Linked DNA regions of Mus musculus: regions 2 and 3 are each linked to region 1. The links are chromatin contacts, called in public Hi-C maps. All regions are on one chromosome and are shown on one strand. The core of a region is the stretch at or near the end of the contact, and the rest is flanking DNA. Distances in the headings are between cores, read along the strand shown.

What was found. Hi-C and Micro-C count contacts between places; a contact is called where the count stands out from the background.
Region 2: a Hi-C map of epidermal suprabasal cells shows a contact between it and region 1, with 5 times the contacts expected there. The contact joins two enhancer-like sites. A contact is called at or near these places in 2 of 15 datasets of contacts at CTCF or cohesin (the NIH/3T3 cell line and pro-B cells), 8 of 484 Hi-C or Micro-C datasets (the C10 cell line, CD4 T cells, cerebral cortex and 3 more) and 6 of 115 datasets of contacts at active chromatin or transcription factors (bone marrow-derived dendritic cells, cardiomyocytes, embryonic stem cells and 3 more).
Region 3: a Hi-C map of bone marrow-derived macrophages shows a contact between it and region 1, with 16 read pairs. The contact joins two enhancer-like sites. A contact is called at or near these places in 1 of 15 datasets of contacts at CTCF or cohesin (pro-B cells), 3 of 484 Hi-C or Micro-C datasets (bone marrow-derived macrophages and peritoneal macrophages) and 5 of 115 datasets of contacts at active chromatin or transcription factors (bone marrow-derived dendritic cells, embryonic stem cells, large pre-B cells and 2 more).

What each region holds. Positions count from the first base shown.
Region 1 is chr10:96,331,895-96,334,928 of GRCm38.p6, reverse strand. All of the region lies in intron 2 of Gm33782 (a long non-coding RNA gene), which reads right to left. Among named protein-coding and RNA genes, the nearest start is that of Gm33782, 24 kb to the right of the region's middle. Within about 2 kb of position 1,473, at least 117 of the 459 cell types and tissues checked have an H3K27ac peak or open chromatin away from gene starts, as enhancers often do. A contact at or near this core is called in bone marrow-derived macrophages, epidermal suprabasal cells and liver, where this site is marked.
Region 2 is chr10:96,922,692-96,925,725 of GRCm38.p6, reverse strand. No RefSeq gene overlaps it. Among named protein-coding and RNA genes, the nearest start is that of Gm46240, 23 kb to the right of the region's middle. Within about 2 kb of position 1,460, at least 26 of the 459 cell types and tissues checked have an H3K27ac peak or open chromatin away from gene starts, as enhancers often do. A contact at or near this core is called in epidermal suprabasal cells and liver, where this site is marked.
Region 3 is chr10:96,874,255-96,877,288 of GRCm38.p6, reverse strand. No RefSeq gene overlaps it. Among named protein-coding and RNA genes, the nearest start is that of Gm46240, 26 kb to the left of the region's middle. Within about 2 kb of position 1,493, at least 34 of the 459 cell types and tissues checked have an H3K27ac peak or open chromatin away from gene starts, as enhancers often do. A contact at or near this core is called in bone marrow-derived macrophages, where this site is marked.

The sequences.
Region 1 (3,034 bases), core at 224-2,723:
TATGCTAAGTGAGGCTGCAGTAAGAGTCCTCATGTGTGCATTAGTCATTGCCATCACCGCCCATGGGTACTTCTGCATGTTTTGCTGCTTCCAAAGTGTCTGTAAACGATTCTATCTAAGCATCTGAAGAACATCACAAGCAGCTTCCTCTATGGTTTTTTCCTAGGAAATAAATACCAAACTGGCACAACGATGGCAAAACCGTGAGTGACATCAGTACATACAGTGCCCTGTCCTTCCATCCTGTCACGTGCCTGGTGGGTAAACATAAATAAATCACCTAATTTCCCTGTGCCTCAGTTGCTCTATCTGTAGTATGGAGCAATGAGGAATGAGATCTCAAGGGCCCACTTTTGAACTATAAAGCAGGCTTCTCTAAAGAAGGAGAGAAGGAAGGAGGGTCCTGTGGTGTGTTCGGCCTGTTCCACATAGCTAACTGCAGTTGTTTCCCGTTGCTAGGTCGTTTATTGATTGCCTACAACTAAACCTATTATCTTTGTCTAGAATCTTTTGAAGCAATCCATGAATAACAACTCATTTCAATTTCATAATGACTCCGAGGTCTTACCAGCTGTTGCCGCGCCTGTCTTACAGACTAACAAACAGACGCAAAGACACAAAGCCATTCGATTCAAGTCTGGCAGGTGTGAGACATAGATCCAGGGCTCACGTACTACAGCTAGTTCAGGGTCCTGGAATCCACTCTGTTATGTCCTGCGGAGCGGCCAGGAGCTTGACTGAGAGGCAAAAACAGCTAGCATCCTCAGGCTCTGCTCTCCAAGAACACACTGAAGATCACTGAAGGGCTAGCAAGCCCTCTACGTGGGCTAGCATGGAACAGAGAGGTCTCAACAATTTGAAGGAACATCAGGAAGTGTAAACCACCCCCCAACCTTCTGTAAGCATTCCTACCACACCCCACTAAGGTGGAGGGGGGCGGGGGCTGGAGGCAAGGAAGGGAAATCATACCAATACATGCCTGCTCCAGATCCAATCTTCCAGAAACAGTCCAAAGGAACACCCTGGGCATGTTCAAGACTTGATTTATTTAGTAGCTAACAGCGTAACTGCCAACTACAATCTTCAAACTAGCTTTACCCACTGCCCCACCCATCCATCAGACCTTGCCATTCCCACAGGCAGTGAGAAGGACCAGGTATGTTCATGTGTAGATTTCTCTGCTTGCTAAAACCCCCCAGGCTTTCCTTTGTTCTCAGGACATGCAAGTGGCCACCTGTATACCTGTGTTCTGGACTGTACGTAATCCTGCTGTCAGCTCCCAAATAAAACTCCCTTATTGATTGACTTTTGACAATTCCAGTCATTTTGTTTGTTTGTTTTGTTCTGTTTCGTCGTCCCCCACCCCCACCCCATTTCCTTCCCTTAAGGCAGCTCGAGGTAATAAAGGAACTGCCTGGTCTTGATCACGAGGTCCTCTTGCCTCAGCCTCCAAGTCCAGGATGACTACAGTGCCTAGGGGCATCTCTGCGATTTCAATCTGCCCTCTACAGGCCACAAGGAATACCCTAAAAGAATGATCTGCCACCAAGCTTCTGGTTCTCCCATGGCACTTGCACCACAAACACAGTGATTCCCAAGCTGGTGGCCACCTTACGACACTGTTCTGTCACTTGCATAAATGTCTTTTTGGTGTGTTGTCAGGCAAATACCTGACACTTGGCACTCTGAAAATTCCTAAAACACCACATACTGCAAAGTCAATGATTTGACCAGCTGTGAGCCCGCTTGCAACCCAAACCGGCAGGACTAGAAACAAATCGCACTGCTTCATGCTACAGAGCCATCTTTCCTAAGGGTGGGTGCGGTCTTGTGATCCTTGTGTCCAGTCCAGTTTCTCATATGTGTATTGTGACTTCTGCTTGTGCAAAACAGGACGTTGCTTAACCAGGCCCTTATGGGAGGAAATACAGCCCAGCAAGCAGAACAATGATTTGAAAGTCCTGAGTTCTATTTTCAGATCTGCTGTTGACTGGCTGTGCAGTCAGCCCTACGAAGGTCATTAGCAAAATGGCCTTGCCCTGTTGGCGGTCTCTGTATTCGCAGCTCTGGACGGGAAACAAATCAGGGAGCTGGCACTCAGCCTTGAGGAACTAGAGTCTTAGGAGAATAGATGTATCGTCAGGCTTTGTCTTCATTCTTAAAGCAAAAGCACAGAACAAAGCCTCTGGGGTGGGGGAAAGGAGCTGGAGTAGAATTCAGAGAGGAACCTGATAACCTTTCCAATACCAGAGACGTGAAGGGATGGCATGAGCGTTCAGGTCAAAGGCAGCTCTTTGGCACATGCTGAATCTCCTGTGTGGGATACGGAAGAGACAAAGGAACCTGAGCTTTGACAGACTTCTGTGAACTGAGTCAAAAACAGATATCCAGAGTGCTGCCTGGTAGGGAACAGGCTGAGGACTGGAAGGGTCTGTGGAGAACCAGAAAGCTTATAGCCCCTTCTAAAGAGTCTGCACCAGCTCTTTGTCCCTCAGATAAGCCAGTGACAAGGTCCTGAAGTGCTAGTGTTTTAAGAGGCACTGCACACTACCATTTTTATCAGGACTTCCCTTTTCTTTAAATGAAGATCCATCCAAGTTTTAAAGTGATAGCGGGCAGGTAAAAATGTGTGTGTAACTTGAACAAAGCCCTTTCCACATCTCTTTAACATGTCCATGGATGGGATTTCATAAGAGTTGAATTATTGTTTTCTGATAATGGAGCTATTCCTTTAAACAGAAGGGAATGAGCAGTCTAGAATGCGCGAGTGTTTAAAAAAATCCCAGTGCACGGGGCTGGGGAGATGGCTTAGTTGTTAAAGTGCTGGCTGGGGAGATGGCTTAGTTGTTAAAGTGCTTGCTATACAAGCAAGCGGACTTGAGTTTGGATGCCTAGAGCCCCTGTGAGAAGTGATAAGACAGTTGCCTTAGAGTTAATCTTGCTTTGGTGAAACACTACCACCAAAAGCAACTCGGGGAGGAAAGGGTTTATTTGACGTACACATCCTGAATCAGAGTCCATGGAAGCCAAAGCA
Region 2 (3,034 bases), core at 211-2,710, 590 kb before region 1:
CATGCTCATCCCATGATGCTACCTGTATCTATCATGGGTATTATATTGACCTATGTGAACCTGTTGAATTGTGCATGTTTGGCATTTTTCTTTTTCGATTTTACATGTATTCGAATGGGAAAGATAGAGGAAAGCCTCAGATATTACACCTCAGAAGCTGTCTACTTTATGAGACAGTCTCTCACTGACCGGGGACTGACTGACTAGGTTAGGTAGACTAGCTTATGAGGCACAGGCATCTGCCTGTCTCCACCGCTCTGGGCTTCTTCATATGGATTCTTCTTAGGTCTCTATGTTTGTACTGTAGGCAACTTACCCACTGAGCCATCTCCCCAGCTCTTTGCAGACTTCTTAAGAGATTTCATTTTCTTTCCTTTCCATGGCTAACAGAGAGCCCAACTCAAAACTCTCTGATTTGTGTTCATAAATAATTACGAATGAATTACGGTGCATCAACCTTTCTTGGATAGTCAACAAGTACCAATTCCTTCACATTACCACCACTTTACATGTTAAAATTTCAATGTAATTCCTGCCCTTGTGTCATGCTTTCAAATGACTGATGTGGAGCTGGCATAGTGATTGATCTCAGTCTTTTGTCATAAGAATAACAGCTTCCAGGGCAAGAGAAAAAAAATTTCAAACTTGTTCTTCCAGTGGGGAGTGGTGAAGTAAAGGGCAGAGTTAATGCCAGCAAAGGTCCCGTCGTGTTTGGCATGCCCGATGTTTGCTGTACTTTCTGTCCTGTGTGCTGGAGCTTCTGTTTAACTGAGCTGAGGATTAAAGTATTGAACAAGCAAAGAATTGCTCAACTTTCCTGAGTGGGTGTGTCTCATTCAGTATTTGACAGAAAACCTGTCATTTGAGTATGATATATATTTGCTGGGGTAAACCTGGATAGCTCAGGCTCAAAGGTCTTTTCTGCTCACCTGCAGTGGTAAACCCAATGTCTGCCTTACCTTCAGGCACCGAAGCCTGAAACACATTAAATTTCCATCTCCCCCCACCCCCACCCCCGGCCATTTGGATTTGAACAGTCTCTAAAACAGTCCAGTAAACAAGCAGACAAGACTCCACTTGAGTCTGCTTTATAACCTAAAGCTAAAGCGTTTGTGGAATCACAGACCAGGCTGGGGCATGTCAACTCTGCATTGAAAATCAAAGAATTGCAATTTAAAGGTAGAGGGGCAGGGTGGGGCGGGGCAGGGCTGAGCTGTTAAATCAAAATGGATACAGCTGGGTTTGCTTTTCAACATGTCTAGATGTGAGAAGGAGGTCAGAAAAGAGATGGGTGTGCTCTGCAGTTGATCTGTGACAGAGCAGTATGGCAACAGGCCTATGTAAATTAAACAACTTAGCCAATATGGAAAACACATTTTCAGCAAGTAAATAATGCCATTTAAGGGGTCTGATTGCTAAAGCAGCCTCATTGCTTAATGGGAGGACAGTCATTCATTCAACAAATATTTACTGCCTAGCTCTGAGAGACTGGCAAGGCTGAACATTGGTAAGCAATCACTTCTGCCCTGAAGTTTGAATGTTTTTTTTGTGATGAGATTTTAAAATATTATGGAGATTTTGTTTTTCTTTCTTTGAGATAGGGCCTTACATTTCCCATCCTGGCATCAAACTCAAGCTTGTTTTTAAGCAGAAGATGATCTCGAATCTCAGCATTCCCTGCCCACTTACCCACTTCTGAGTCTGGAGACATCAGGCAGTGTCCTGAGACACATCTGGTTTATGAGATCCTGGGCATCCAACCTATGTGCCGAGGAAGCAACTGAGCAATATCTTCTGCATGAAATAGGTCATTTTCAGAAAATCAATCAATTTGTATGAAAGACCCAAAGATAGGAAAACTGCTTTTCTGTCAACACAGATGTTTGAGCAAAGCATATAAACATATTCCTAGTCTAACCTGTATCTGCGGGAATCACTCCATCCCAATACATCTGTATACAAGGATATATATGGAAGATAACACTTTTGGAGCCTCAGTTGAATGTGCTGAGTTTTGTCAGTGATCAAAGGAGACCACACTGTCTGAATTATATTCATGAAGAACACAACTACTTTATGGAAATAGGGTTTCAGGCTTCAAGTCTTAAATTTTAAACTGTTTGAATCAAGATGTATAAAGTTATGTGAAGTAAATGACAGACACCCCCCCCCCAATTTAGGCAGCTATGGATGCCATCAAAATGGCAGAATGTAGAATGCAGTAACTGCATTCTAACAGGATGAAAACAGGAGAAAAATCATCATGGAGGTGTGGCATAAAGTCACCAGAGACAAAGTGACCATCATGGACAAGGTCCAAGCTTAACAGGATGGAAGTTGGTGGACACATTAGCAGACCCCACTCCTTTGGGCGGAGAGATTCATACATTATATTACTGAAATGTCAACTGTCACCCATGAGAAGGAATATTTCTGTCTATCCTTTTCAGTTAGTATAGACTTAAGAGTTGTCTACCATATCACTCTATACTGTGTCAATGAGCATCAATCGTTGGCAGTAGACTACAAACTCTCCATACAAAATTATTTGTTCAAGTTCTCGTTTTCATAGATCATGAGCATGCACAGATTCCATGCACCTTCTGTCACACTTACTTTAATTAATTATGCATCCATTTTTTTCACGAGTATTTATGAGGCCAGTTCCGTGCCAATTATTTGGTGATGTCACTGGTAACATTTTGCAAAGATCTGGGTTCCTTCCCATCGTGGTTTGAATATAGTTGTCCCTGGGGATGGCACTATAAGGAGGTGTGGCCTTGTTAGAAGAAGAGTGTCTCTGTACAGGGTGGGCTTTGAGACTGTCCTCCTAACTGCCTGGAAGACAGTCGTCTTCTGGATGCAGATGGATCAAGATGTAGAACTCTCGGCTCCTCCAGCACCAAGCTTGCCTGGATGCTGCCATGCTTCTAGCCTTCATGATAAAGCACTGAACCTCTGAACCTGTAAGCCAGCCCCAATTAAATGTTGTCCTTTATAATAGTCGCTTTGGTCATGGAGTCTCTTCACAGGA
Region 3 (3,034 bases), core at 244-2,743, 540 kb before region 1:
ATTTGTATGTATGCTTGTGTACATATGAAACTTAAAGAAATTTGCAAATATACACAGATACTCGTGCGTGTGCGTGTGTGCATGTGTGTGTTTAAAAATCATAAAGTCTTGCTCTCAGAGGCCTGGGCCCTGGTAGCACAAACTTTTCTAACAAAAGCTGGCACAGGTGTTTGGTCACAATGGCTGTGGACATGTCCTCTTAACATTTATAGCTACAAAGCCTAAGGGAGCTGATGTCAGCTTCCACATCTATGCCTTCCACTCCCTGCTTGAATAATGCAATTGTTAGTGAGCACAGGGCATAAGCAACTCTTCACATAGCCCAGTCCTGGCCGGATAGACCTAGGGCAGCTATGTGAGGTGAGTGCTGGTGGCCCTGGTCAGGAAGCCCAACCTCCTGTCTGTTTTCCAGTCAAGCATGATACTCAGCCTCTAAGAAAGGCGGGGACATAGCAGGCATGAAAGCGAGGGCTGTTAAAGCAGTACTGTATACTGCACACATGAAAGGTCTTGTACCTTGAAGGTGAAGGAAAATAAAAGGAGTGTTACTGCTGCATGTTACAGTCGCCTACAAAAATAGAAGGAAATTCCTTCCATTCATTATAGAATTCCAAAATTTATGAGTCCAAAGGAACTCCTATTCCAGATCCAACAAACACCCTCCCTTGGCCTTGCATCCCTGAGGTCATGCTCCTTTTACTTAAGCTTTTTGAAACCTCAAGGCCCACCCCCAAGTGACGCATTTCCTCTAACAAGACCACACCTCCTAGTCCATTCACAAAGTGACACTCCCTGGTAACCAAGCATTCAAATCTGTGAGCTTATTAGGGCCATTAGAGTAGCCAGCACATTAGGGAAGCTGGGGTCTGGGAGGATTCTTCTCACAAGGTTGTATGAGCCAAGGATCCTGTCCCAGTCTTGCCTCCTGTACTGCTTAGTGCTTCCATCTTTTCTGTTTCTCATCTTTTCCAGTGATTGAAGTCAGGCAGATAGGCATTCTACCACTGAGCTAGATCTCCAGCCCTCTAAAGGAAAACGTTATTCTCAGACAAAGTCTCCCTAAATTACCAAGGCTGGTCTTGAACTCAGCCTGTAGTCTAAATCAACCTTAAATTCATGCTCCTCTTGCGTCGGCATCACCAGAATGTGGACTAGAGGCTTGTGCCACCAAACTACTTAAGGAATTTTTAAAAGTGTGATCTGAATGGATTCCCAGCCCTTCACCCCATTTACTATTATTTAGCAGAATATAATCTGGCCTTCCTTCCCTCAGGCTCTCGACAACAGACACAAGATCCTTCAGAGGCATCAGCAATGATCTCTTAACTTCCCATTCTAGTGGCCTACTCTTACTCCTTATTCAACTTCCTGTCCCTGAGATTTCATAATATTTACATTCCCCACATTGCTGTCCAATTGGCTTCCATTGTGTCGTCCACTCTTTTAGCTGACTTAGCCACTCCTTCCACTGGGAACAGCTCTTTCCTTCCCTGACTTCCTTCCTGACTCATTACTAAAGAAGGTGTCTCAGTGAGACCAGGCAATCCTATAGGATTGTATGGAAGGCCATCACTTAGAATAATCTTCAAGCTGTTCACGTATTCTTTTAAGATTCTGGTTGCAATAGCTTGAATGCACAGGCTTCTGCTTGAACACTCATTTCCCCACTGGTGATGCTATTGTGGTAGGTTATGGGATGTTTGGAACTTAAGGTCTAGCTGGCAGATATGGTTAACCAGAAGCAAGTTTTAAGGCTTCTGCTTCTGGCCCTGCCTTCTGCTTCCTGATCTGGCAAGATGTGAGATGTCTCCAACAAACAAACAAACACACACACACACACACACACACACACACACACACATATTGTCATTGCCATTGCCATCGCCATGACCTCTGCTTGCTCTCACTGGGGTGATAGGCTGAAACTGTCAGCCAAAATAAATCTCTTGAAAAGGACTGAAACCCTGGGGGCCAGCAGAAATCATGGAAACAGGCAACCTCAGGAGGTAGGATGGGGGGGGGGGGGGCGGGGAATCCTCCAGGATGCACCAAAGATCTGGGAGGTGAGACACTCTCAGGACTCAAAGGGAGGGACCTTAGATGAAAGGCCCAACAATAGGGAGAGGAAAATTATAGAGCCCACCTCCAGGAGGAAGACAGGGCATCAAATGAGGGAGGGGGTGTATCCCACAGTCACACCTCTGACACATAATTGTTCCTGTCTGAAAGAATTACAGGGACGGAAATGGAGAGGAGCCTGAGGAAAAGAAGGTCCAGTGACAGGCTCAAAGAAGACTCCAGCTCAAGTTGATGTCCCAAGGCCTAACACTATTACTGAGGCTATGGAGCGCTCACAAAAAGGGCCCTAGCATGACCACACTCAAGAAGACTCAACAAACAGCTGAAAGAGTCAGGTGCAGATATTTGCAACCAGCTAATGGACAGAAGCAGCTGGCCCCTGTGGTTGAATTAGGGAAAGGCTGAAGGAGGCTGAGAAAAAGAGCAACCCTGTAGGAGGACCAGCAGTCTCAATCTGGACCCTTGAGATCTCTCAAACACTGGAACACCCAACAGTCAGCATACAACAGCTGATATGAGACACCCCAAAACACATGCAGCAGATGACTGCCAGGTCTATGATCATTCAGAGGTGATGCACCTAACCTCAAGAGAGGAGGTGATGCACCTAACCTCAAGGAGGCCCAGGGAGTTTGGAGGTCAGGTGGGGGGGTGGGGATACCCACATGGAGACAGGTGGGTGGGGAGGAGGTATGGAATGTGGAAGAGTCAGAGTGTGGACAGGGAGAGGGGAATAAAATATGAAGTGTAAATAAATAAATTTATATTAAAAAAATGAATGCCCCCTTTTTTATTCATTCCATTTAGGAATGACAATAAATGGCCTCATGAAATGCTGGCATGTCACCAAGTACAGGTCATTAGGTACTCCAATGAATGGTAAAGCCACTGTTTATGCAGCCATGCCTCTTCCTAACTCCATGTGTACAATCTCCCTTAATTTATAATCCCACGT